2 separate regions of the Columba livia genome follow, and region 1 is linked to region 2. The links are chromatin contacts, called in public Hi-C maps. All regions are on one chromosome and are shown on one strand. Each heading gives the region's core, a stretch centred on a gene start, on an enhancer-like site or on the middle of the called end of the contact. The rest is flanking DNA. Distances are from core to core; before and after follow the strand shown.

What was found. Hi-C and Micro-C count contacts between places; a contact is called where the count stands out from the background.
Region 1: a contact with region 2 is called in a Hi-C map of liver, with 4 times the contacts expected there. The contact joins two enhancer-like sites. A contact is called at or near these places in 2 of 2 Hi-C or Micro-C datasets (crop and liver).

The regions. Positions count from the first base shown.
Region 1 is chrZ:63,864,567-63,871,893 of bColLiv1.pat.W.v2, reverse strand. All of the region lies in intron 6 of ZDHHC21 (zinc finger DHHC-type palmitoyltransferase 21), which reads left to right. Among named protein-coding and RNA genes, the nearest start is that of ZDHHC21, 18 kb to the left of the region's middle. Within about 2 kb of position 2,418, at least 1 of the 3 cell types and tissues checked has an H3K27ac peak away from gene starts, as active enhancers do.
Region 2 is chrZ:63,781,400-63,788,277 of bColLiv1.pat.W.v2, reverse strand. No RefSeq gene overlaps it. Among named protein-coding and RNA genes, the nearest start is that of TRNAH-GUG, 17 kb to the right of the region's middle. Within about 2 kb of position 1,562, at least 2 of the 3 cell types and tissues checked have an H3K27ac peak away from gene starts, as active enhancers do.

The sequences.
Region 1 (7,327 bases), core at 1,169-3,668, 83 kb before region 2:
AAAAATTCTCCTTCTGGAAAAGAACGGAGCACAGCCTTCCAAGCTTCTATTTGCTCCTGTGTCAGTCTGAAGTAGAGGTGATGTTCCCAAGAAAGCTTATGTGAAGATGATGTGTCAAAGGAGAGCTGAAAATGTAGGAATACTATATGTCCTCCTTCGATCATCCAGAACTGATAAAAGTATTATATTCGAGTTGGTATGTGCCAAGTTTTTATCATATGGAATGTACCAAAGTTGAGGATTTTTGCAAATCTCTCAACATAATTTCTCTTCTAAAGCATTTTCATTTTAAATTTTTTTAATCTAGAGAAATATTTCCATGTAAATGGTTTAAGGGACTCCAGAAATATGGAAAAGCGAAGAATTTGCTGTCTACTTGGAGAATCTTTCCATAGACAAATATTATTACCCCTTCAGAGGTTGCAAACTGTATGAAGTAAACATAATTTCCCTTTTCCTCTCTTGTACAGACCATCTCCGAGCAAATACTTTGGCTCCCTAACAAACAGAACTTGGGTTCCTTTTTTAAAAACATAGTTACTAAGAGCACTCAGGGGACTCTCACAATAAAAAGAAAATATTCTACCATTAAATTACACTATTAGAGAAGCACCACCAACACATTTAATACAAAGACTTTATCTTTGGAAAATAATGCTCCTTCTAGAAGCACTGCAATACTAAATCCAACATTCCATTCAATATCACAGAGAAGCGCTTGCACTTGAAACCTGCAAACCCTGTGCGTGGGAAGCCTTCAGAATACAGAAAGAATAAGATATATATCTTATATATTTGTTAATATATATTTGTTAATAATAACAGCTGAAAAATGAATATGTATAAAACTTTGGTCTTGATGGTTTAACGAGGTTAATTTGAAGACTTTCAGAGAGAAGCCTACTTTTAATATCTACCTTTCAGAAGATGTGACAGGTTAGCAAGCAGAATATTAATACTTGTTCAGTAATTATTTTAACCCAGTTTAACGTAGTTGCCTGCAGAGTGTATCAGGTTCGCATGTTTGTCTGCCTGAATTTACACAAAGATGTGGAAGAAATTGAGTACTTTGTTCTGTTTGGTTTAGTTTTGTTTTCTTTCAGCTGTGAGGTTTTTTTGCTTTATGAATTTGCGTATGTGGACACTCCAAATGACACTTTTGAAAAACAGGATCAGTGTTACAGTATATAACATTCTGTCCCTCAGAGAGATAAAATGTTTACACTGTATAGAAAAACTTAGTAGACACAGCAGATCTGGTCTGTTTAGACCTTTGTTAAGTATAGTGTTACACTAAACAGTATTTAGCTTTCTCAGTTTTTCAGCTGCAGGATTGGGGTGCACACAGTGAAGTACAGAAAGTTAATAATAATTTATTTGGGCATCTAGTCAATATATCTACCTGTAAGATGACATCAAAGCCCTGTAAAACTGATTTTTTTGAGTGTTGCTCGTGATTCTTTTAGTCTTTGTAGATTAATTGGAGCTGAAGTACCACAGCATTCCAGGGACCTCAGTACCTTCTGCCTTTCATGGAAGCACTGTTCTTTGTCATAATTTTGGCTGTAACCTAGAGCTTATATTTTCTGAATTGACAGAGACTAGTGTTAAGCACAGATTCAAAAAAACTTTGTTGTTGTTGTTGTTTTTTTCTAAACAGCCATTGGTAATTAGCTTACTTCCTGCTCCTTAAAATACTTTTGAATTTTTTGGTGTTGTGCCTTCATCTTAATTTTTATTCTTTGGATATAAAATAGTACACAACACAGAAGCTGTAGAATTAAAGTTGCTTTTAATGCTTTTGTGAAATACTCATTTTTTCACAGTCCTGATTAATGCATTATGAAGATGTGATCACTATCTGCATGTTAATATTTCCTTCTGAATGAAAACTTGTGTTTTTATTTTTAAAGAGTTAAGTAAGAAAAGCCCAATATTTTTAATTTAAGTGTACTAAGGTAAAGGTAATAGCTTTAAGGCTGTTGGAGGGAGCCATTTCCATAGACATGCAGTCTTTCAGCTTCAGGTTTTATAGCAGAAAATTGCTGCATAGTATTCTTGGCTCTTGTAATCTGTACACTGTTAGAAACATGGATTGTGGTTATTGCCCCGGTTGTCCAGCAGGAGGAGTACCATTACTGCTAGAAATGAAGGAAATGATAAATAAATTTTGTATGTGAGATCCTAGCAGAAGAAAAATCTATAATTTGAATTAAACAGCTTATGAATTCCTCTGCAAGCTTTGATGATTTTCAGAGGCTAAGACTGGAGCATTCTTAATTTTGCATCTTAATTAAATAACATCTAGGTCAGGAAGCTGAATGCTTTGGGAAGTATTCAGTCTTGGGGACAGTGAGATCAGAAGAGTGACTCCATGACTACGTAGTTGCTCTCTATGTGGCTGTGGTGGCACATATTCTAGACACAGCATGCCAAGTAGCAGCAAAAATAAATGTTTTCGCACTATATTTTGTGTGATTCATAGAAGGTTTTTAATCTTTTCAGCAAAAGCTTTGCTGATAAATTTTGTTTGCTAGAGATGTTGCTGCAATAGAATGATTGTCACTGGAAAAAACACTGACATGTAAAACCCTAAAACTTTTTGCTCTAGTTTACTTTTATTTTGTTCTCAGTTATGTGGTTATCCATTGTATATTATGAAAATACTGTTACTTAATTTTTTAAGTATTTTGAACTGTATGGGTAGAGAGGGGAGGAAACATAAAGGAGGAAGCATTGTGGCAATATCAGCCTGCTCCATCTTGGGACTCAGCTTTCCTAATTCCAAACAAAAGGTGTTGGAAAATATTAATCAGACTTTGTGAGGAGATTATTTACAGTAATATTTATTTCCATAATATGTATTAACTAATATTCTTTAAAATCTGGAAATATGTATAATCCAGTGTACATTTATGTTATAAAGAGAATGTATAGGAAACCTTTTTTCTTATGGTCACAAAATTACCTGCAAGGATGTGTGAGTTTAAAAAGAATAAAATACATCAAAATTTTCCTTTTCAGGGTTATGCAAAACTGACCTAACCCTTTCCTCCCTTATAATTGTAAGGAGAGTATATGAATAATGAATTAAGTTTAGAAAGTAGATACATGGTCTGAAAAAAATATATATATATATATACACATATTTAGGAACAACTGAGAGGACAGCATTTTTTTAAAACTTAATATCCTGATAGTGTCATTTTATATGAAAATTGTATGGCGTTTTCTTAAATTCTGTTCTAGTCTGAAGTTATTTCAGAATTACTGCTTTGGCTTGAACTCTGTGTAGATGATAATTTTTGGAATCAGAGAGCTATTTCCATTTTCACTTGAAATGAAATCAGTAATGAATCAGACTAGAAAATTACTCATTTAGTAGAACTGAAGTAGTCCTGAATCAAAAAGCGCTTTACATAAACATCTGTTGTTATTAATAATAAATATCTCTACAAAAGAGCTTATTAGAATGCAGCTTGTGTTCTGTGAAATGCTCCTTTTTTTTTTTTTTAACATTAGTGAATTTTCTCCCTTGTCTATCTCCTTCGTCTTTCTTACTGCAAAACCTCGTCAGGAATTTTTTTTTTTTTTTTTAATTTATTTATTTTACAGTCTGGCTTTGTTCTGTGTTCCATACTGGTTTTCTGCCAGGTTGATAGACTGACTTCATCATGAGACTGAGACAGACATCCTGGCATTTACGACTGAAAATATACAAGCATGTGTTACCATGAGATATCCCTTCCCCAAGAAAAAGATCAAGTATCTTAATATATTTTGTCAGTATATTAATTTCTGTGTAGATAATATTTCAGTAAAGAATCAAGATTGAATAAATGAATCTTAGATTGTAAATTAAAATTTAAGAAAGTTTTTTTTCACTTTGTCTCTTCTGGAACAGACAGAATAGTCCTGTGTTGATCCTGCTGAAAGCTCTTTTTTAAAGGAATGCTGTAAACCCTTGAAAATGACAACCCAATACTGCAAATAACAGGGACTCATTAAATGTTTCTATGTTTTTGTTGCTGTTTTTGTCAGCAAGGTAAAAAGGAAGTTGAATTTGTAAGCAGTCGTCAGTCATATCATTGATTATGATCTTGAGCTGAACCCATCATTGGCTCTTGACGGCTGTCCTTTATGATATCATAAAGCTATAATAGCTCTTTTCCTGGTCAGTGGTAGCCTTCATTGCAGGTATCATCCTTAGCAGTTGATGCTCACAAATGAAGACACGGCATATGTTCTGCAGTGGGGTTGAGGAAGTCTTGTGTGAAATTGTCATGGAGACTCACTTTCTGTGGAATGTTTTAGTGTTGCCTGTTAAGATAAAGATGCCAGATCGCATGGCTTGTAATCTGTTTCCTAAACATCCAATTGTAATCCAATTCCTAAACAGACCTACACTTTGTTTCTTATTTTGTGACATGTTTCTATTGTACACATGTCTGTCAATATTTGTAAGCAGCCAAGAATCCTTATAGTTTGATTGGATGGCTAAAAGTAGTGGCTAAAGGGAACTTAAAAACTCTTAGAACAGTCAACAGCCTGGGTGGAGGGCATGTCTGAACTGGGTAGGAAATGCTGACTAGAAAAACAACGGGATCAGCCTGTGTGAACTGAAATTTTGACAAAGCAGTCAGGCTGTGATGTTGACAAAAAAGAGACCACATCCTCACTAACAAGGAGGGTCTGGTCGAAGCAGTACAGGTTGAGGGCTGCCTGGGTTGCAGTGACCACGAGATGGTGGAGTTCAGCATCTTGTGTGGCAGGAACAGAATAGCAAGTAGAATTGCAACCCTGGACTTTAGCAGGGCTAACTTTGGCCTTTTCAAGCAATTGCTGGGGGAAATCCCATGGGCAAGACTGCTTGAAGGAAAAGGGGCCCAAGATAGCTGTATTGCATTCAGAGATTGCTTCTTCCACGCTCAGGATCAGAGCATCCACACACGAAGGAAGTCATGGAAGAGAGCCAGGAGGCCTGCGTGGTTGAATAGGAATCTGTTGGGTATGCTCAAACAGAAGAGGAGAGTTTACAGGTCATGGAAGCAGGGGCTGGCCACTTGTGAAGAATGTAAGGCTGCTGTTAGAGGATGTAGGAAGGCAGCTAGGATAGCCAAGGCCTCCTTAGAATTACAGCTGGTGAGAGGGGTCAAGGACTGCAAAAAGAACTTTTTCAAATACATAGCAGATAAAACTAATACCAGAGGCAATGTAGGCCCACTGATGAATGGGGTGGGTGCCCTGGTGGCAGAAGATACAGAGAAGGCAGGATTACTGAATGCCTTCTTTGTCTCTGTCGACTCTGCCGGAGGCTGTCCTGGGGAGCCCTGTACCCCTGAGACCCCGGATGAAGCCAGGTCAATGGAGGAGTTTGCTTTAGTCGATGAGGACTGGGTTAGGGAGCAATTAAATAGTCTGGACATCCATAAATCCATGGGTCCAGATCGGATGCTTCCGCGGGTGCTGAGGGAGCTGGCTGAAGTCATTGCTGGACTGCTCTCCAACATCTTTGCCAAGTCTTGGGAAACGGGAGAGGTGCCCGAGGATTGGAGGAAAGCAAATGTCACTCCAGTCTTCAAAAAGGGCAAGAAGGAGGACCCGGGTAATTATAGACCGGTCAGCCTCACCTCTGTCCCTGGGAAGGTAATGGAACAGCTTATCCTTGGTGCCATCTCAAGGCATATCAAGGATAAGAGGGTTATTAGGGGCAGTCAGCATGGCTTTACCAAGGGTAAGTCATGCTTGACCAACCTCATAGCCTTTTATGAGAAGGTAAGAAGGTGGATGGATGATGGCAGAGCGGTGGATGTGGTCTACCTTGACTTCAGTAAAGCCTTTGACACAGTCTCCCACAGCATCCTCACAGCTAAGTTGAGGAGGTGTGGTCTGGACAATAGAGTAGTGAGGTGGGTTGCAAAGTGGCTTAAGGAGAGAAGCCAGAGAGTGGTAGTCAATGGTGCGGAGTCTAGTTGGAGGCCAGTATCTAGTGGAGTGCCTCAGGGGTCAGTACTGGGGCCAATATTATTCAATATATTCATTAACGATTTAGACGAGGGAATAGAGTGTACTATCAGCAAGTTTGCTGATGACACTAAGCTGGGAGGAGTGGCTGACACACCAGAAGGCTGTGCTGCCATCCAGTGGGACCTGGACAGGCTGGAGAGTTGGGCGGGGAATAACCTGATGAAATTTAACAAGGGAAAGTGTAGAGTCCTGCATCTGGGTAGGAACAACCCCAGGTTCCAGTATAGTTTGGGAAATTACATATTAGAGAGCAGTGTAGGGGAAAGGGACCTGGGGGGCCTGGTGGACAACAGGATGACCATGAGCCAGCACTGTGCCCTTGTGGCCAGGAAGGCCAATGGCATCCTGGGGTGTATTACAAGGGGGGTGGTTAGTAGATCGAAAGAGGTCCTCCTTCCCCTCTACTCTGCCCTGGTGAGACCACATCTGGAATATTGTGTCCAGTTCTGGGCCCCTCAGTTCCAGAAGGACAGGGAACTGCTGGAGAGGGTCCAGCGTAGGGCAACGAAGATGATTAAGGGAGTGGAGCACCTCCCTTATGAAGAAAGGCTGAGGGAGCTGGGTCTCTTTAGTTTGGAGAAGAAGAGACTGAGGGGTGACCTTATTAATGTCTATAAATATATAAAGGGTGAGTGCCATGAGGATGGAGCCAGGCTCTTCTCGGTGGCAAACAATGATAGGACAAGGGGTAATGGGATCAAGCTGGAACACAAGAGGTTCCACTTAAATTTGAGAAGAAACTTCTTCTCAGTAAGGGTGACAGACACTGGAACAGGCTGCCCAGGGAGGTTGTGGAGTTTCCTTCTCTGGAGACATTCAAAACCCGCCTGAACATGTTCCTGTGCCACCTCACCTAGGCGTTCCTGCTCCAGCAGGGGGATTGGACTAGATGATCTTTTGAGGTCCCTTCCAATCCCAAACATACTGTGATACTGTGGTATCACCTCTTCTCACTAGTAATTCAGCAACCCCCAATCTTTTGCAGTAGATGCTTTCATTTTTTGGGGAAGGAAGGCAGGAAAAAAAGGAAGCAGGGAGGAAAGGAGTTAGGAAAGGAGTAGTATTCCTGGGTCTTTACTTCAGTATGAAAGGTCTTTCCTTTTCTGTACTTGGAGTTTTTACACGAGTTAGAAGGGCCAAGTGCAAAATGCAACCTGCTTTATTTATGCTAGGATTTTCTTTTGTCATGTGTAGAGTGATGTCTCTTTTTCCTGCTGAATATTATGCACAAGAGAAGGAACTCTTTTAATTAGAGTGTTGGGAGAATGCTCAGAGCTGTGTTATAAACCTTTTTCTAATG
Region 2 (6,878 bases), core at 313-2,812:
TATGGCCAAGAAGGCCAATGGTATCCTGGGGTGCATTAAGAAGAGTGTGGCCAGCAGGTCGAAGGAGGTTCTCCTCCCTCTCTACTCTGCCCTGGTGAGGCCACATCTGGAGTACTGTGTCCATTTCTAGGCTCCCCAGTTTAAGAAGGACAAGGAATTACTGGAGCCCAGCAGTGGGCTAAAAAGATGATTAGGGGTCTGGAGCATCTTTCTTATAAGGAAACACTGAGACAGCTGTGTCTGTTCAGCCTGGAGAAGAGAAGACTGAGAGTGGATCTCATCAGTGCTTATAAATACCTGAAGGGTAGATGTCAAGAGGATGGCACCAGCCTCCTTTCAGTGGTGCCCAGCCATAGGATGAAGGGTAATGGGCACAGACTGAAACACAGGAAGTCCCATCTGAATATGAGGATAAACTTTTTTGTTTTGAGGGTGATAGAGAACCGGGACAGGCTGCCCAGAGATGTTGTGGAGTCTCGTTCTCTGGAGACATTCATACCTCCCCTGGACAGATTTCTGTGTGATCCGCTCTAGGTGAACCTGCTTTAGCAGAGGGGTTGGACTAGATATCTTCAGAGGTCACTTCCAACCCCAACTGTGCTGTGATTTTGTGATATTATATGACTGTAAAGACAAATATGTGTGTATGTGTGTGTATGTATATATACACAGGTATATCTATATATATAAATACTTGTATACATATATGTATATGTATTTGTACACACATTTATGTATACATGTGTATATGTATACATATACGTGTGTATATGTATACACATGAATGTATGTGTAAATATGTGTGGCTACACATTAGAAAGAGGAACAATTAAAGTTTCTACAAACATATATTTGTGAATAAATGTGCAATGCCTGTATTGATAATTGAAATTCTTTTCGTAAAGGTGTACAGCACAGCATGAATGAAGAAACAGAGTTTGCCTTTGTGCATTATGCTCTGTTTGCAGGAATACTGCTGTGTCTATTGCTTGTTATAGACAGCTGCTCAGAATTTTTTACATGCCATAAAATGGAGGCTTCTGGTCCTTGCCATACAACTTGTGAAAGTTTTGTTTACTAAGTGAGATCTTTGGGAGGATGATAATTAAGTATTCTTGCTTGTTTGCTGCCTAGTTTAATTACTGTGCATTTGCTTAAACAATTCCAGGTGACTTGTTTATTGGATTTCTTTCTTGCCATATGAGCCTCATTAAGAAAAGAATAACTAATTGGAACCTCTTGGATTTTTTTCATTCAGTTTTTGTTCTCAGAACTCGTGTAAAGAGACGGGAGGGAGGGAAGTAACTTGGAGTTGGGAGAGACCAGGTACTCCACTTTTGTTTTCCAGTAATAAATCACAGAGTGGCAGACTCAGGGAAGCTGGAAGGGACTATGGACTCCCCAAGGCTGGCTCAGCTGTGAGCTCAGTCTGAGCTGTTCACCCAGTCAGGGAATGAAACCCCCCAAGGATAGAGGTAGCCTGGTGTCCTTGTGCCCCAGCCCTGCTGCTCAGCTGTGGAAAAAAGGCTCTCCTTATCTCCAGCTTGAGCTTCTCATGTTCCAGCTTTTACCACTGCCTCTCACCCTCTCACCATGCACTGCTGTGAAGAGCCCAGCTCTGTCTTCTCCATCCCTTCCATCAGTGCCCAGGATGCTGTTGAGTGCTCCCCAAACCATTCCTTCCCCTGTCCAAATGAGCCCTGGTCCTGCAGCCTCTCTTTATAGGACAAGGGCTCCAGCCACACTCTCTCCAGCCAGTTTGTGGGTGTTCTTCCTGTATTGTGCAGCCAAAACCAGACACAGACCATCTGTTGAAACAATGACCTTGTCTTCATTCTGTTTAACTCCTCCCACATGCTTTAAACAAAATATTTCACACACAGAATTGTGTTATGCTGTTCTTTTTCTCTATTATCTTTGTTTTGTGTATATACGTTTGTTAGCATTTCCTCAAATCTTCTCCATCTCTAAGCACCAAAGACTCAATGTGGAGCAATAAGTTAGGCAGAAATCTTGGAGGACTTCATGGGAATTTCACAAAATTCAGTTCTGTAGTTTCATACATGTAGAAACTTTAAGCACATTCAGAAGTCTCTGAAGATGAATATGCAGTTTTTATCTTTTTATTCTGTTTTAAATTTCCTAGATATTTCCCTCCTTCATCTTTTCATTTAATTCATCTGAAGATTGTTCCTTTGGCCATTTCCTTCCAAGCACTTTTTCTCTCTCTATGTTTGCCCTGGAATGAATTTATCTGTGCTGTAAGTCTCCAAGCTAGGTCTTGAGGGTTATCAGATGTGGTCTTGAGGGCAAAGGATCAATTAAAAAAAGAAAGGAAGATCATGATTGAGCCAGGGACTGAAGGCAAACAGAGGGTATTTTCCTAATATCTGTATACACAAATTTCACAGGGTTGTTTTTTGGAACAAGAAAAAGAAATCAAGGAAATAATAGACAGTTTAGTTTCTGGTGTAACCAAGAACTGTTTGATCATAGTGATATTTGCCACCAGAGTGGGAAACAAGTAGAATATTAGCATGCTGTAAGTAAAAGTAGAAGGAGAGATTGGGTTTTAGGAAGGATGTTAACTACAGTAAGAAGAGAAAACAAGCTTTACACTGATTTTTCAATAGAAAGAGCAAAACAGATCTGGTACAGCATTTCCTACCCTGGAAAAATATAATCTGGTTGTTGTAGCTCCCTCTGCACAAACCAGCACACTCCCCCATGTTGCATTTCCTATGTCTGGCAAATGGGAACTGTAGGTTGCTTCTCTGGCAATCTTGTGGGAGCTGAGTGAACAAACACCTTCTCTATGAAGGGGCCTTAAAGCCCCGTATCTTCATGGTCTTCACAATAGAGTGCTGTAGCATCTGTGAAAATTAATGGGAGCAGTGGATGCTTCAATAACAGGTAAACTGGTGGAGGTAAACTGGAAGAAAAGTAAGGAGGTGTCGTCTTGTAGCAAGGTTCTTCAGCACATTCTAATAGGTAAAATGGAACATTTAAAAGAGCCATTGCCAAGCCTCAAAGTAGAGATTTGCTAGCATTTTGCAGGTTCTCAGAATAAAGTTTGGCAGAAAAAAAGTGTATTTTTTAAACTAAGCTGTATATGAACATCAATAGAATTCTTTGGATCAGATAATTTTCAAGCAAGGAGGAGATAGTATTTGGCCCTGTGGATATTAAAGTTATCTTCCTAAATGCTGGTCATGGCTGGAGAGGCCATAAAGTTAATGTCCATTCATGAGGCAGTCTATGAGGAGCATTTTGTAAATTGGAAGACTTTGTGAGAAAACACTGAGAATAGAGAGATACTTCTGTTTTCTATAAAATAGCAAAGAACTAGTAGGACTCTCAGCTTCTCCAGCAAAATGTCAATGTAAATAAAATTGCTTTAATTTATCCAAGAGCACAATATTACTCTGTGGATACAATCTGTAGGCTTCTCAGAGAAACTGTTGGCCTAGCACAAAGGGAGTTTTCTCTCCTGGAAAGAATATAAAAATGGAAAATGTGATGTTTCGTGTTCAGCAAAGGAGATGGTGAAATGAAATTAGATTCCTCAAAGAGTGAATGTTGAAATGTTTTTTTCTTACCACAGGACAAAGGAATGGCCTAATCCTGCAAAAGATCGACTGTGAGGCATTCATCATTCCTTATCAAGCCACAAAATAATAGACAAAAAATAACAGTAGTGAAGTCAAATGGCTAAATGGTCAAATGACAAAGTTAAAACAGTGCTCATGAGAACTGTGGGCTGAGCAGATCATATGAATGGTGGAGACTTGTTGACAAAGCTTTATTTGCTGAACAAGGAAAAGCGGATTAAATGAAACAAGTAAATAATTAAAAACAAACACATCTAATTTTGTTTCTCCCATACTTTAGCATTCTGTTGCAACCACAGGTCTGCCAGCACTTGAAGGAGTGTGTGCCTGCACAGCATCTGGAGTTCTTTTTTTATAATGTTCATTAGATACTTACTCCAGGTAGGTACCCCAAGAGAACGTACAATGGATTTTTCTCATTGTGTCAAATTTTAGCAATTCTTCATGTCCTCTCCTCTGTAAAACACACACCCACATATACATACCTCTAAACGTGCATGTGTGTGTGTGTGAGATGGCACTTCCCTTTCCCAGTGGAGGAATGCCATCTTTGTTTAAACACATCTGGGCTGACAGATCCTTTTCAGCAGTTGCAGAGTCATTCTAATGTATTTTTCTGGTTTTAATGATGCAATATCATTTATTTTAATACCTGAAAATATAAAAGAACAGTGACCACAGTGTAATATGCTGACCATTGGCAAGTGCTATCGACATGTCAGTGGTTTTCAAACACCTCTCTATGTTTGGAATTGCAGACAATAGATATGACAGCTCTTTTAAAAGTCTATTTTCCTTATGACCAGGGAGCTTGTATTTCTTGGGATTAGGAACTAAGGCAACTCTTCTGTCTTTTTGGTACCATTTTCTACAGACAATGTCAAGTGTTGCTAACATAGATGGGTTTATATTATGCAGCATAAACATGCCAGCTGAGCAAAGACTCCTGGTGCGTGATGCTGTGTTTGGGTGGCAGTTTCTGCATTGCAGAAACTGTAGGTGGACAGTGTAGGCAAAGGGTTGTGGGCAACAGAAACTCCAGAGAAACAGTATGATTTCTTATCTATTTTTTCTAATTCCTCTTATGAGAAAGCAAAAGGTTCAGCTCTCTGTGCCTGCATTAGCTCGAAGTGTCATGAGGTCCTTTCCTCTGGAGAACTCATGCTTGTGCAAAAGAACTGTGAGACTTGCAAGTCCTTCTGTTTGTTTATGTAATAAGTGCTATGCATATTTATGTATAAACATACTTCAGCAAGACAATTATTTAGATTTGTGCTAGTGATTATTCTTTTCCACTTTCCAGTTGGCTTGGCTGATCTTTCAATTTGACTCTGCATTCAAGTCCTTTGGCTATATCTTAGTCATCAGCTAAACATTTTCAACTTAAAAGACTTTTCACTTCAGTCAGTATTCAGAAAAAAAAAAACCTTTGCCTTTGCCTTCACAGGAAAACAGTATGTTGTTTTCCTCAACTCAGATAATCTACTTTGAATCCTAGAAATAACAAGGCTTTTTTGTTTGTTTTTTTTTGTTTTCAGTCCAAACTAGCAGGTCAGATTAAAAGCCATGGAGATCTATAAACCAGCTGATTAAGGGTGAGCACTATATATTTCCTTTTTTTTCCAGTATATGACTTCCAGTTAGAAAACTCAAATTAAGAACATACCTTTTTAAAGACAAAATCAGTTGTCTGAACATGAGCTGGGAAGAAAAGAGCATTTTATTGCCACATAAAGCAATGTAGTGCAGTCATTCCTCAGTTTCTACTGAGCCAGGGAAGAGAGTAACTTCATCAGTGTGTCATTGTGCCAGGCTAACATGGCTATTCTGCTTCTGGAACAAAATGTAGTATTCTCACGTGACTCTGGAGCTATTATTTCACATATATTGTCTATAATTGTACTCTGAGAAAAAAAGGTTCATTTGCTTCCAGTTTGCCTATGTTGAAACTCCTCAGTCTGATCTGCAGGGACACCAAGTAGGAAAATTTTAACTTTTCCAGAGCTCTTTCTGAAGATCCACCTGGGAGCAGGATTTAAGCACCTCCAAGTATAGCCATATTTGATCCTAAATCAGCAAAAACTCTGGGTAAAATTGTCCCCTTTGACTGGTGATACAGATATTTTCTCTTATTTCTCAGAACAAATGAAACCTGTGCTTTAGAGGCATATCGTGCAGATAATAAATTAACAAACTGAAAGTTTCCTCCACCTAAAATTAGCAGGAAAATTGTGATTTTTTTAATCATTGTGAATATTTTTATTTAAAAAATAATTTTAATTTTGTGAATTTTTTTTGTTCTGTAAGTTACCATTTTGTAGTTACACCTGCTTACAATATAAACAGAAGTGTTTGATTTGCTGCAGTAAGATCGTCCCTAGATCTTATCAGCAGTTCTCACTGATAGCAAGTATGCCATTTTCTTTTTAATGTAAGCAATAGGTCTAATGTGAGTACAAATCTGATTTGCAATTGTAGGACAAAAGAGTCTTAGAGTCCCTCAGGTGGTGACTCACGAGAATTGCAGCAAAATGTGAAATTGCAATTCAGAAAGGAGTACAAGCTTTTGCAAGGAACAAAATTTTCTGAGTGTAAGAACTGACCAGAAAAACCATATGGTTTAAAATCAAGGCTGTTGGCTATGGAATGTATTTGCTACTTCTCTGTAATAGTGTCATGGTGACTTTTACTGTGTAAAGCTATCTGCTCATCCTTTGGAGGCTATGTTCTGATCTCAGAAGTAAGGATCTGTTTTCATTTATTTGTGGCAGCATATTTTGTTTCAAAATTTTAGATGGAACTATGTAAGTTTATCCTTACAATTAAGTTGTGTTTCAGGATAAACTGAAAAGGGGATGCACACTCCTCTTCCTTCAGAAGAAACAACAAATTAATGTACATTTTCACACAGGTTCACACCTATGACAAGTTAATTTTATAATTCTTTGTGGTATTTCTCTCAGTGATTCATCTACTAAAAACAGATTTTAAAAATTGAACTGTTCCCCAAAGTTGTCCTTTTGTATCGTTACTGTTGCCTGATATCTCTTAAGGACAGCAAACTGTATTATCTTCCTGCATGAAAGACAGCAGGTGGATCTTGGTGGGAAGCTGGTCTGGGGAGTGGTGCATTTTTGTTTTTCTGTGCTTTCAGTTTGTCGGGCTGGCTAAGTACCACCGTTGGCTATTACCTTCTCTGTAGTTGAAAGCTGATGCCCTCCATGTGTGCTTCTGAGCAACTACAGCTATGAGCAAGCAAACAAAAGG